3 separate regions of the Mus musculus genome follow, and regions 2 and 3 are each linked to region 1. Evidence: chromatin contacts called from public Hi-C and HiChIP or PLAC-seq data. All regions are on one chromosome and are shown on one strand. Each heading gives the region's core, a stretch centred on a gene start, on an enhancer-like site or on the middle of the called end of the contact. The rest is flanking DNA. Distances are from core to core; before and after follow the strand shown. Region 1 holds the start of Tcim (transcriptional and immune response regulator). Region 2 has its middle 13 kb from the start of Gm30633. Region 3 has its middle 18 kb from the start of 9130214F15Rik.

The links. A called contact is a pair of places that touch in the nucleus more often than the background predicts. HiChIP or PLAC-seq counts read pairs in DNA pulled down with a chosen protein or histone mark.
Region 2: a contact with region 1 is called in an H3K27ac HiChIP or PLAC-seq map of embryonic fibroblasts, with 33 read pairs. The contact joins the enhancer-like site here to the promoter of Tcim in region 1. A contact is called at or near these places in 11 of 39 promoter capture datasets (3T3-L1-derived adipocytes, cranial neural crest, embryonic stem cells and 7 more), 2 of 15 datasets of contacts at CTCF or cohesin (the NIH/3T3 cell line and liver), 51 of 484 Hi-C or Micro-C datasets (the AML12 cell line, the BV-2 cell line, the C2C12 cell line and 25 more), 19 of 115 datasets of contacts at active chromatin or transcription factors (astrocytes, cardiomyocytes, differentiating embryonic stem cells and 13 more) and 3 of 9 other capture datasets (adipose tissue, embryonic stem cells and liver).
Region 3: a Hi-C map of uterus shows a contact between it and region 1, with 2.1 times the contacts expected there. The contact joins the enhancer-like site here to the promoter of Tcim in region 1. A contact is called at or near these places in 3 of 39 promoter capture datasets (the 3T3-L1 cell line, liver and second pharyngeal arch cranial neural crest), 12 of 484 Hi-C or Micro-C datasets (the HL-1 cell line, adipose-derived mesenchymal stem cells, embryonic stem cells and 7 more), 5 of 115 datasets of contacts at active chromatin or transcription factors (embryonic limb bud, embryonic stem cells, kidney and 2 more) and 2 of 9 other capture datasets (embryonic stem cells and pancreatic islet).

The regions. Positions count from the first base shown.
Region 1 is chr8:24,436,641-24,441,408 of GRCm38.p6, forward strand. It overlaps Tcim (transcriptional and immune response regulator), which reads right to left and starts at 2,306. Exons shown (of 1, transcript NM_026931.3): 1 at 532-2,306. The coding sequence starts at 2,256. The coding sequence ends at 1,936.
Region 2 is chr8:24,393,207-24,397,767 of GRCm38.p6, forward strand. No RefSeq gene overlaps it. Among named protein-coding and RNA genes, the nearest start is that of Gm30633, 13 kb to the left of the region's middle. Within about 2 kb of position 2,480, at least 34 of the 459 cell types and tissues checked have an H3K27ac peak or open chromatin away from gene starts, as enhancers often do. A contact at or near this core is called in the HL-1 cell line, adipose-derived mesenchymal stem cells, embryonic fibroblasts and 2 more, where this site is marked.
Region 3 is chr8:24,483,163-24,487,539 of GRCm38.p6, forward strand. No RefSeq gene overlaps it. Among named protein-coding and RNA genes, the nearest start is that of 9130214F15Rik, 18 kb to the right of the region's middle. Within about 2 kb of position 1,614, at least 36 of the 459 cell types and tissues checked have an H3K27ac peak or open chromatin away from gene starts, as enhancers often do. A contact at or near this core is called in kidney, pancreatic cancer cells and uterus, where this site is marked.

The DNA of each region.
Region 1 (4,768 bases), core at 1,056-3,555:
TTCAACAACTCAATAATTATTGACAGAATACAGATGTTTAACTATGTTCTTTTCTTTTTATAATTTTTGTATTTAAAATTCTGGCTTATTGGGATGTGAAGTATATAACTTAATTAATTTGAAAAATAAAATAAAAATCTGGCTTAACCCTCCTGAAAGGTTCCATATAGCTCATTTGTTTTGATATAGCATATTCAGCATTTAAAAGAGAAAACTTGGAGCCAGGCGGTGGTGGCACACGCCTTTAATCCCAGCACTTGGGAGGCAGAGGCAGGTGGATTTCTGAGTTTGAGGCCAGCCTGGTCTACAAAGTGAGTTCCAGGACAGCCAGGGCTACACAGAGAAACCCTGTCAAAACAAACAAACAAACAAACAAACAAAAATAAAATAAAAAACAAAACAAAAATCCAAACCAAAAAAACAAACAAACAACAACAACAAAAAAGAAAAACTTAAAAGAGAAAACTTGGTAGCTTTGCTGAATTTCTGGAAACTTTTTTTTGCCTTTCTATTAAGAAAGCACAGTGGGCATTGGCTTATGCCTTTTTAGAAATGCTTTATTATAAATTATACTGGAATAAGGAGAGAGATATTAATGTTATAATGACCCACAGAAACTTCATCATAATTCACTCGAACTTCAAAACATACCGTTTAGGAAGAAATAAATGGGTATGTATCTGCTGTAGTGACAGAGGAGAAATTTCACGAAAAATGAAGATAGATTATGGATATATAAAAGCAATATTGCCAAATTACTCTGTGGGAAACTCTATGCCATGAAGTTTAAAATGGGGGCGGGGAGAAGGCTCTGTAGACACTTGGCGCTGTAACTTGTTTTGGAAAAGTTTGGCAATCAGCATAAAGCTACTCTGGAAGATTTAGAGTCAACCCCTAGAAAAGTTTACAATGATCAAAATTTACCATCCTATATTTTTCCCTTGGGGACGGATCACCACAGAGCAAAGAGAAGCTAAGTTGATAATAATTTATTAGGGCTATGTATCACTTACAATGCATAATAAATAATTTTAAAAAACCCACAGCATCCTTCTAAAATCCCCCATATTCATTTCCTAATGCTTACTACAGTGTCTGGAGGACATTTAATTAGATTAGATTTTAGCATTAGTCAGAGAGTTTTAAAAAGCACATTCGAAAGTTGTTCACAGTCCTTCGGATTTATGAAGGGCCCCATTATTTCAGCTTTGTGCAAACCATTTTGAAGTGTGTACAAATCCTGTAGAAACATAGCCCATGCTGTGGGGTTTTACTGGGCTGGGCCAGGCATCCAGTTCTTTGACTTTAACAGCAGGGGGTGCACTGTCTTAGCCATTGTATTCAATGCAAGCAGACAATTACTGATCTCTAAAAATCTTGACCAATAAACAGCACGGAGATTTAGCCACATTTTTAAACATTCAGATTTAAAAAAAAAAACACACAAAACTTCAGTAAACCACTTATGCTTCATATTCCTTCTCTTCCCTCCCTCCCCACTTCAATATTTAAAAAAAGAAAAAAGGAAGAAAAGAAAAAAGAAAACAAAATAATAAACCGAACAACAAGAACAAAAACCAAGTTAGGTTTGAGTTTAGTCTTAGGGCCTTGCCAACGGCCCTGGGTGCGTGCACTCAGTCCCCACAAACGCAGTGTTCTGGTCAGTGCCTCCATCCTCTCAGGCTATGTCCTTTCCTGCTGTGAGAGTTCTCAACGCCTGCTGAAGGCACTTGGCTCCCAGTGGGACAGCTCAGGGCTGCAATGAGTTGCAAGTCTGTGTAGCTGGTGAGTTATGTATGTCCCTTTCCATCCTCGGGGTCCTGTCGGAGGAAGCTCTCAAGCCTTTTCGCGGGACACTGCCCGTGCCAGAGCTGGCAGGCTCACTGGGTCTTTAAAGGTCCATTGGTGGATACGCTCTTGCCCAGCCTGCTGTGCTCAGTGTACCTTGATGGAATATTTCCGCAGTTTGAGAAACTGAAGAAGCTTGTCTTTTGTCCTCTTCTTCAGGGCCATGAGGGCTCGAGTTTTCTCCTCCAAATCTTGGTCGATGGCAAAAATGATCTTGGCCCGCTCCTCTGCCTTCTTGTCTCCGGAGTTCCTGAAGAGCCTCTGCAGGGACTCCTGGTCTATGTTCTCAAAGATGTTGCCCACAGCTTTCTTGCGAGCGGCTGTGTCGAAGTGGTAGCCGTGGATGGACGGGCTTACTCGAAGAGACGAGGACATGCTGGTGGCTTGATGGCTTGGCTTGGCTTTCATCGATGTGGGTCTTCCACGGCTCAGCTTGGGCACTTCCAGGGGAGTCTGTTGTAAAAATCGTCCCAGGACGGCTATTTAAAGGGTGAACAAAGCTCGGGACTCAAATTACACTGGTGACGTCACATTGATCCCAGGGAGGAAAAAACCACAGAACATTAACAGTTGCCTTGCCAAAGATCTGGCTCCGGATGCTAGAATGCATTTCAAAGCTTGTTTAGAGATAGCTGGCTACAAGCTTGCCTCTTTACACCTCAGACGGCATTGTGCCTTACAAACTGGCTCTTCCTTCCAGAAGCCGAAATCAGGAGAGAGAGAGAAAAGAAAAGGCTCCAAATCTTTGCCTACGATTGAAACAAGGAGTTCTGCCAAGCTCAACAGAGTTTCAATTAGTACAAAAGTTTTAAAGTGTGGGCCAGACCCTGGCAGCCTAGGTCTGTGTGCCTTTTGCCTGTCCCTATCAGGGTGAGGGTGAGGAAGTCAGAAGAAAAAAAAAAATGCTTGGGAGGACAGGAAGTCTGACTCTGGAGCTAAAGTTTACTGACATGGCTCAGCCCGAAAGCACAAATCTCAAACTGTACCTGAGTGCTGTATGTAATTTCTGCTGGGAACTGCAATTTAAACAGTAATAGCGGCAGATGGTAGCTCCCCAGCTTGTGTAAGTATTGACAGCAACAACTATTCAAAAGCAAGGAGCAAAGGTTAATGGTGGTGCTGTGGGTACTTAATGCCCACAAGGAATGAGCTGATCTTTTGTTTTGAGGGCTACTTTGGAGTCACTCAGCATTATCAGAATGCTGCTATCTTCATTACACGCTTTTAATCTATTACTTTTGCTATCCACAAGACTCAGATACGTACAGCTGTTCTATGCTAAATGTCACCTTCCTCTGACCTAGAGATTCCTCTTTATGATTCAAATCTCTACTCTCCTTTCTGGTCCTCCAAGAAACTAGAATGGACTTTTAATGTTATTTCACTTATAGTCAAGAAAATCACACACCTATAACCCCATCTGTCTTAGAAGGCTGAGGCAGGCTAGCAAGCTGCAGGACAGACTGAACTACACAGGAATGAATGCCCTGTCTCAGAATTAAATTAAATGAATAAAATAGAAATAAAATCATTTATTTTACCTTAATAAAGTTTATGTCTCACTAGGAGAAAGGAGTGAGACATTTTTGCATATGTCAAAACCTTTTGCATTTTTCAAAACCTTTTGTTTTGAAGGCTACTTTGGAATCACTCAGCATAATCAGAATGATGCTATCTTCAACTTTTAATTTATTACTTGAAGATATGACTATTATGTGAAATTACAGTGTCTTCCTATTACCTGAAAGAAATGTTCACTGTGGATAAGTATGCGCCAGAGTTGCTCAAGCACATAACGGGCAGGGAACTTCTACAAAATCCCAGGAGATGTCCAAGCCAGAGGGCCCCAGCTCAACTGTCACCCTCATCACCGACGACTGTAGTGGCCGTCACCCAGGAGATACAGATAGCTCAGGGGAGGGGCAAGTTAGTTGGGAGACCTTCAATATGAGCTGGTAAGATCCTAGCTGTTCTAGCAATGGGGGGTCTAGTGCACTTGTGAGCATCTGTGGTGTTGGCTGAGATCATCTTCTTCCAATGCCTATTTCCTACCCTTTGCGGGCAGGGATGCTTTCTGAAGATTCACCTCCTCCCAAGCTGAGCCCGTTCAACTCTGTCCTCTCACCAGAGCTGAGACCGCTTATCCTGCATTCTCTACCCTGGCAACACTCTCTACCCAGCACCCAGGGCATTGTTCTTGGGGCCACCCCAATAACTTTTTGAATTTAAAAAAAAATTTAAAGAATGACTTATTTTATGCATATGAATACACTGTAGCTGTCTTCAGACACACCAGAAGAGGGCATCAGATCCCATTATAGATGGTTTATAGATGGTTGTGAGCCACCATGTGGTTGCTGGGAATTGAACTCAGGTCCTCTGGAAGAGCAGTCAGTGCTCTTAACCACTGAGCCGTCTCTCCAGCCCTATTTGTTTTTATTTTATGAGCATTTGGTGTTTACCAATTTTACCTGCTTGTGCGTCTTTGTGATGGTATTAGATCCCCTAGAACAGGAGGTATAGACAGTGATGAGCTGCCTCATGGATGCTGGGAATTGAACCCGGGTCCTCCAGAAGAGCAGGCAGTGGTCTTAACCACTGAGCCATGCCTCCAGCCCCTGGATTCTTTGATAATTTTGTACATGGATATAACATAGTTTGGTCGTTTTCACTCTCCTGTTCCCTCTTACACCCATGTCCCACTCTCGCTGAATTCTTTATTCTTCCCACTAAGTGCCCTCTCTTAACCATGTCTTGTATTTTACTTTTTCATGTTTTACTTTTATTTTATAATGACTCACTGAGTTTATTTAGTGTCACATGCACGAATATGAACAGGGTTTTGTTGTTTTGTTTGTTTGTTTGCTGTTTGTTTTACCAGAGCACAGACAATTTACCAGTTACTCCCACCACTGAAGAA
Region 2 (4,561 bases), core at 1,230-3,729, 43 kb before region 1:
CACTATTGCCCAGCATACATCCTGGTCCTCTGGCTCTTACAGTGTCTCCATCCCCACATTGACGATGTTCTCTGAGCCATTGGTACATGAGAGAGAGCTGTGTTGTAATTGTGTCCGAGGAGGCTGGACACCCCACAGAAAGTTGATCTCCACACATTGACCAGCTGCGGATTTCTATAATGGTGTCTCTGAAAAGAAGCTCTTATCTGCGAGCATGAGGAAAGACATTTAGAATACAATGAGAACGTATACCAGTTGTAGTAGCAACCTTCTCCCCTAAGGTCCTCTAGGGTGCAAGAATTCCCTAAACACAAGTAGTTAGGCCAGTTTAACAGCACTAGGCACAAATTCCCTCTTACTGAAGTGCCCTTTAGTCCAATAAAAGAGCTGTTGGTTATCCCCAAGATGTAAGTGCCACTACTGCACCCTTGAGGATAGCTTGCTGTGCTGCTCATTGTTGTGGCTCATAAGCTCTACAGCAGGGCACAGCTATTAATTGCTTTTCTCCCTTGGCTACTTGCACAGCAATTTCAGATCCGATAAGAGCTAGTCCTCAGGGAGGAGGATTTCAGATAAGTTTCAGCTTAATGCTACCAAGTACTGTGTCCAAATTTTGTGGTGTCTTTCACAATGAGGCCAGTCTTTCAATTTTTCTTTTCCTTTTTTAGACAACCAAAGCCTATGTCGTTTGGACATTTCTTGGACTCCTCTTCCTGTGCTACTAAATCCTCCTCCCACATCCCTACCCCTTACTTGACACAAGATAGGGTTATCTGTGAAAGGGGAAACTCAGTTGAGAAATTGCCTCCATTGGATTAGCCTAGGGGGGCATGTCTGGGGCACATTTCCTAGACAGATGATGGAGGGCTCAATCATGGTGGGAGGTGCCCCCCACCCAGCAGATGATCTGGATTCTATAAGAGACCATCCTGGGCAAACTGCTAGAAGCAAATCAGTAAGCAACATTCCTCCATGGTCTCTACTCAAGTCCCAGTCTCCAGATTTCGTCTTGAGCTCCGCCCTGACTTCCCTCAGTGATGGTCCGTGACCTGGGAGTTGTAAGATGATAAAACCTCTCCTCCCCAAGTTGCTTTTGGTTCAAATGTTTTTTATCACAGCAATAGAAAGCAAACCTGAACACTGACCAACAACTTAAAGAAAGGCTTCCCATACCTGGCCCTGGGAATTTTATTAGTCTACGGGGCTTGGAAAATTAGCACACTGTGTGTGTGTGTGTGTGTGTGTGTGTGTGTGTGTGTGTGTGTGTGTGTAAGCTAAAACAGTATTTCCCTGTGACTTGTTCAAATATCATTACTGTTACGAATGCCTCTTCCCTCTGTCTCCTTCCATATCCCCCCGCCCCCTGCCCAGTTAGAGGTACACACACACACACACATTCACTTCAGTGTGTGGAGGTCAGAAGACAACTTGTAAAAATTTGTCCTCTCATTCCACCGTATGGTTCTGAGGGAATCAAACCTGGGTCATCAGACTTGGCGGCAATCCCTTTCCCCTGCCAGAGCCTGCCTTCTCAGCAGCCCATGCCTTCTCACCAGCCCGTGCCTTCTCACCAGCCCGTTTCTCCTGTTTTTATTCTTAAATTGGGTTCCTGTGTATGATGATGAATACACCAAAATTGGGAATAAAATATGCAGAGTAGATATTCATACTTGGCTTTGGCCTATCCTTAGTACATACATGCAGCTTGCAGAGCCATTAGTGAATGGATGGATATTTGTCTTTTGACCCCTAGCTAGCACAAGAGGGATTTGAAGGCCAAAGAATCTATTCCATTGAGGCAACACAAGAGGGCGCTCTTTCCATCCCATTGCCAAAGGCCAGCCCATTCCCTATGCCCTACTGGGCCATCACTAATACAAGTTTTCACCTTTTGCCTTTTCAAGCAATAATTAGAAGAACCATGCACGGCAAATGAATTGGGTAGAAGATGAGAGTCTCAGGAAACACGGGATTGAACTGACTAAAACACTGGCCAAAAGGTTGTTCTGTTTGGGTTGTGCAATTAATTGAATTGTACTTACAGTTATTATTTCAGCTTATTTTACAGTTAGTAGTTCTATTTGTACATGTATGCACATTCTGCTTAGCATTCTATGGGCTTTGGTGTATGCATTATGAAAATCTACTGACATAAGACTCCTTAAGAAGACCTGAATTAATTCTAGCTACCCTTTGAGTGACTGGGGATAATGAACCAGCTTTTTTTAGTCTCAGTTTGTAGAATTACAGGTTGCAGTATGTGTTTTCTAAGAACCTTTATGGGCCCAACAGTCTACTAGATTGATGAATTATGGTGGTTCACTAAATCTTTGATATGTAATGGGGATGTAGCTATCAGCTACATATAATTTATAGGCACCTACTGAAAAAAAAAATCAGTAAGTGGTTGACTGTGTTGAAGACGTGCTTCAGCATGTGGGTGTGTCTGTAGACGCCTGGATCTTTGTGGCCTAAATACTATTATCAATTTCTACTCAAGTCTATTACGCATATGGTTCCAGGGTGACTCAGTGGTGGTGGCCAGCTCAGCTCTATAAATATGTGAGGACATTACTTAAACTTTTTGATTAGTGAGTTGGCTTAAATGACCCAAGGAGGCTTGCATTTATTTTGAGCCTTTTGTTGATGTGGTGGTCTGTTTTGTTTGCTAGGATGATGGGGCTACAGCCATGGTGGCTAGCTTTTATTTATTTACTTAGGTGGTTGAGTCGTTGTGTTTTTGAGGAGCCAGTATTTAGAGGAAATAAATAAAACTTCACTAGAGTAAAGATACTGTTTAAAGGGGTTTAGAATTGCTGTGTTGATTATGGGGTAGCCTGCACTGCCTCGGCAGTGCTGAGCTGGACAGTGTCCATGTGTCCTTGAACAAGGGGATGTGGCGCTCACTCTGCCTCATCTGTGTGGGCTTTTCTCCGCTCCCCTACAATCTCCCATCCCATTCTCCATCTTTCTCGAGGGCTGGCAGTCTCCTCTGTCTTTCATGGCAAAGCACCCTTTGGTGGGGAAAGTGGCCAGTAGCTCTGTCAGCAGCCGCAAGGCTGTGGGGTTTGACAGGATGAGGCTGTGGCGATGACTTTCTGCAGGGAAGGAATGAATACAGTGAGTGCTTCCGTGTTTTAGGAGCAAGAAAGAGAGATAAATGACGGGGGGCGGGGCTAAGTCCAAGCCCTGTCTGTGTTGAGATGGGGGTCATGCGCGTGGAAAGTATGATAACATAGCAAGTTTTATGTAAGGAATCGGGAGCAGAGTCCAGCTCATGAGAGTTAATGTGTCTCTCTACACGAAATGCCAGTGTGATGTGGCAGAAGGGGGTGCCTTTGCGGGCCCATGCTGAGGTAAACCACCCCCCACCCCCAGCCCTGGTATCAGCCACACGACAGGTCTAGTATAAAATGAAATTAATTTGGGACATGGGAAGGGAATAGAGGCAGGGAACGAAAAGGGGACAGAGAAGGACAGAAAGAGAGAGGAGAGAGAAAAAAAGGAAAGAGACTGGCTGAAAACACGTGGGGAGAGAGGAAGAAAATGAAGAGAGAGAGGAGAGGGAGGAAGGAGGAGGAGGAGGAGGAGGAGGAGGAAGGTAACTGTTGGACGGAGCTTAGAGGAAATGCTAACACCCCACGTCTAACTTTTTATTCTTTCAGCAATCACTGCACCTCTCTTATGCGTAACATTGTACCCAGCACTTGATATCATGGCTGCATAAGTTATGTTTTATGGTTTCCAGCTTTGGGGAAAAAAATAAATAGAAAACACTGACCATTGCAAGAGAAGAGTAGTGGTGGGAGACGCGATAGGGGCTTGCCTGGAACAGAGACTGGAAGAAGGTGATCTGCAGGTCAGCAGAGACAGGCGCAACCCCCCCTGGTTAAGTTTCGGGACAGAGCGTGCCAGAAGTAGAGGAAAAGGTTAGGCAACCGCATCGGAGTGACAGTGTCACAGTGTGTTCAGGGAACTGGTGCTGTTCAGGATTGTTGACAATCAAAGTTCAAGGAAGGGGGCGGGGGCGGGGGGAGGCGGGGGAGCCAGGTGTACGCTCTAAGAAGCTACAAAATAACCAACCGCAGCACTCGAGGAGCACGGGGATCATAGCCTGCAATTAACTGTGAGACTTTGTCTCCAAACAACCAACCAAAGTCACCGACCACCATCACCCGGTCAGCGACAACGTGCTGGTCAGTTTGTGTGGTGTGGGAAAGAGAAAACAGCGAGATGGAGGTCTCAGAGAGACCCCCTCAGAAGAGCCAAAAATTGGATCAAGACAAATGAAGATACAGGAGGAAAAAAACGCTAGACAGAAACATTCAGCGGTTCTCAACCTGTGGGTCGCTAACAGTAGCAAAATTAGTTACGAAATAATTGTATGGTTGGGGGAGATCACCATGGCATGAAGTACTGTACTAAAGGGTCTCAGTGCTAGGAAGGTCCAGAACTACTGGTTGAAGAAAAGAGTAGAGAACTGAGCCCAGGAGAGCGGGCTTCCTCCTACCTTTTCTGACTCTGGATTTTGTATGAATACCCTCCTCTTCACACTGGACCA
Region 3 (4,377 bases), core at 364-2,863, 46 kb after region 1:
TCATAGAGGAACCAACCTTTCGCGATAGCGAAGGGGACAGTCACGGTCACGAGAGACCTTGTGCCTCATTTACATAAGCTAATTTCCAGGTTGCAGTATAATGATCCAAAACCTTCAATAATATCACACAGTGTGTCTACTGTCTACAACCTGTAAGAAGGAAAGTTGGCATGAAATCAGGGAAGAGAGGGGAGAGAAGAGAGGTCAGGTCTTTGTGTCAAAGTCTTTGTATAATGCCTACATGAACCACAGATGGGGGATCTATCAGCCTGCCCTCTCCTAGAACAACCAACCACTTCCCTGGGTCACTGTACCTGTCCTGTCCTCCTTGCCTGACTATGCCTTTCATGCCTCATTGTTCAAACCTCACTGAGCTGTCAAGCACTAATTGAGCGACCCCTCCCCAATGCCAGTCTCAACCACCCTACCTTTCTCCATCTCTTCCTTCTTTTAAATAGCCTATGTAGGAAAGAAAACAGAACTTAGAAATCTAACGAGTACTGAACAGGGAATTATTCCTTCTCTTGGGTTGTGTAAGAGTATGAGAAAGCCCACCACAGAGTCTGTGTGCGTCCTTCCCTCTTCTCTGTAACGGGTCCCCAGCAGTGGTGACCAATCATAGGTGCTCTGTAAATGCTTTGTCGCTGAACATAAATGAGCCCTTAAATGAATGCCTGGACACAGTAAATGCATGCAGACGTGAGAAGAGGGAGCACGGGGTAGAAAGAGCAGGAGCAATGGAGCAAAGAATTGGGTCAGAACGGTTTTATGGGGTCAGCTGCCACTGGTTCCCACAGAGCCCTTGGCTTCCACTGAAGCTGAGCCCGGTTGTTTTGACAGAGTCAAGGCAAAGAAAGTGAGAGAGGACTTTATAAAAACGGACTGCCTTCATAAACACGGAACCTACATTAGCAGCCCTTTATGGACCATAAAAAGTCATAGGACACAAGCCGAAAATAATTTTCTTTTCTTAGAGCCCAAGGGAAAAACAATCAGTGAACATCTTTCTTCAATCAGGTCTGCATTTCCAGTAATGAGAAAACTTCAACAACTCCATTTCCTGTTTATGTAAAACTCTTGTCACTGGATGCAAAAGAAAAAAGAAAAAAAAAAGAAGAAAAAGTGTATCCATCTTGTTGGCTTCCCCTAAGAGTAGTCCACCCACCATTTCTGTTTGCTGCAAGACTAATGTGACTTGTCCCCAAGGCCTTGCCCTGCTTCCTCGATGTCCTGAAACACCACGGGGTACTTTCACTAGAACTTCACTTAGGTGCATGCCCTGGGGTCTGGGAAAGCCATGGCTAAATCTGAACGTGGATCTTGCCTCGTGACACGTGCATTTAAGAGCTGAGCCTTCAGAAGCAGGCTTGCCTGACCTGAGACCTTTCTGGCATCTCCTTTGTTATAGAGTGAGACAGGATTACAAAGCATTTGTTTGCCTGTCTTCAGGGGGCAAATGCCAGAGCCACGCCTTTGTTCTAATGTAGCCTTGCTCTGCCAGCACTAAGTGGCGATCCTATCTCTGAAAGCTGGCCTTTGTTAAGCTGACTCCATCCTTCAGTGCTGGGGACAGCATGTAATTCTGCCTCTGGTCATCAGCTTGTGCCGGGAATTTCACCATCTGCATACTTTGGCTCCTTGTGTCTAGACGGAGGACCCTTGCCAATGATGCACATTATAGGAATCTGTGTTAACTGTCTGTTATAAAATCATCTGTGCTTACACCATGTTTGTCATAGGCTCCTCCCACCACCCATGTATAAAAGCATTGTGAACTTGATTCCCGCCCCCCTTCCCCTGTATCAAACTCAGGGCCTTGCACATAAGAGGCAGAGGCACATCCCGCTCATTTTGAGACAGGATCTCAAAGGTAGCCCAGGCCACCCTTGAACCCACCACCAGAAGCCTCAGCCTCTTGAGTGCTGGAATCATAAGGGAGGTAAGCCACTGCACTTGGCTTTCTAAACTTGGAGAGTAGGTTGCCAAGATGATGCTCCCTTATGGTATGGTATGGTATGGTATGGTATGGTACGGTAATGTACATTTCTTCAAACTCAGAATGTTTCCTTATAAAACAAGAGTACAGTGTCTCATACTATGATGGCTCTCTTTGTCTAGTTTGGTAGTTCTGAGGAGTAAGCCGAGGGCCTCACACACGCTAGGCAAACGCTCTACTCTGTTCTAATATCTAAGTCAAGCTCTCCATTCTCCCTCCTCCTGGACCCAATATGGACTGCATCTTGCCTTGGTCTTCACACTCCATTGATTCAGAAGACTCCACACTCTCTTTTTTACCTTGATTCTTACACTTTGAAGAGCAATGACCCTCTGTCATGGCCACTCAGCCTGGGGCTTCCTGCAGCCACTTTCTGGTTGGAGTCAGGGAAGAAGTTGGAGCTACCTGTCCCCAGACATGACGTTGTCATTCTCTCCACATCGTGTGAAGAGACACTTGACATCTGTCTCATGCTAGTCTGGGTCACCTTTGTTAAGGCACATCAAACTTTCACCAGTGTTGATTCTTGACTAAAACAATTATTATAATAGTGATCCAAGGGTGACCTTCTGAATATATGACCTCTGTATTTGGTATTGCCATTCTTCTGTCAACAAGAACATCCCTAACTTATTCACCCACATCTTCACTGTCATTTTTTGAGGTAGGTTTTATGGGATCTTATGACTCCTCTTGTGGGTTAAAAATGATAATCATCTATTTAGGTACTCAAATTACTGTTGGATCTAACTAGAGGGGAGGAACTTTGCTAGTTGATTTTTATGTCATTTTATGACATCATTCTTTGAGCATTTCTTTTCTCTGTTTTTCTTTTTCCCTTTCTTTTCTTTTTTTTAAATTCACTTTACATCCGGATCACAGACCCACTACCTCATCTCTTCCCAGCTGCACCCTCACATTCCCTACTCCCCATTGCCTCCTCCCTTTCTCCTTAGAAAAAGGGGAGCCCCCTTGGGTTCCACCGTACTCTAGTCCCAGCAAGATCAGGCACATCCTCTCCCAATGAGCCCCAACCATGCAGTCCAGGTAGGGGTAAGAACATCCAATGGCAGGAAACAGAGACAGAGACAGCCTCAAATCCATTGGTAGGGGACCTACACAGGAAGACGAAGCTGCAGATTTGCTACAGTGTGTAGGGGGCCTAGGTCCAGCTCCTGCCTGCTCCCTTCTTGGTGGCTCAGGCTCTGTGAGCGCCATGGTTGGGCATTTCTTTCCTTTGTGGAATGTTATGATTTAGATATAAAGTGTATTCCAAAAGGCTTGTGTGTGAAAGCCTTGATTCCCAGCTGGCTGAGTAGTGAAAAATCTGTGAACCAGTTATATGGCCATGAACTTTATCAATCAAGGAGCCCACTGATAGGTTTATAGCTTAATGAACTCTTGGGTGAGATTTACTGGAAGAAAATGGGTCACCAGAGCCTTTCTTTTGGGAAGATATTCTTCCTCATCTTCTTTATCTCTCTTTGTCTCTCTGTCTCTCTCTCCCTCTATCTCTCTTCTAGCTACCAGGCTCTTGGTACCAAGAATTTCTACCTCACTATGGTGACTCTGACAGTGATGGATTCAGCCAAGCAGGGACTGAAATCACTGAAACCAAGAGAAAAAATAATTCCCTCCCTCAGTTCTTATTGCTGGAAATGTGTTTAGACTTGAAGATCTGGGAATAGGGTAGATGCTCCTACTGATGAAATCGCTGTCCTAAGGAATTGTCAATGGGCAGAGTTAAGAACAGCCTCTGTGTGTACAGTATATACACAAGGGAATTTGTATTTATTTGATTTTGTGTGTATACCCTATTTCTAATCCAAGATTTTGAGCTGTCAAAATAAAGCTATCTGTCAAGTTTAAAAACATAATTGCAGTACACAATAAAAACCCCACTCCATGTACATTTAGAAACATTTTGACATATCCAGTAAAAAAAAAAAATAGTTAAATTCAACTAGAGGAAACATCTAACTATTGAAAGATTTAATTGGTTTATAATTCTATACCCAGAAAAGCTGCAGTTTTGGATGTTCATAACCAAATACACCTGGTAACTGCAGTGAAGAGGGGTTCCTCACGCAGAGATATTTATCATGAGCAAAGGAGAGAGTCCAGTGGAACTTCTTCTATGACTTTAGATTATTCTAAAATTTCAAGTAAAAGAGAAATGTTAAGAATAGCCAAGGCAACTTTGAAAACACAACCCAGAAGAATTCTTATCCTATTAAATGTCCGGACATATTTTGAACTATAAAATATCAGAAGAGGGGATGAGAAGCAAAAATGCCAATAGGCCTGTAGAACAGATCCATGCTCAAAAGCAGAGCCCATACGCACGAGAGACTCTTATCTGATGTGAACGCTACACTAAA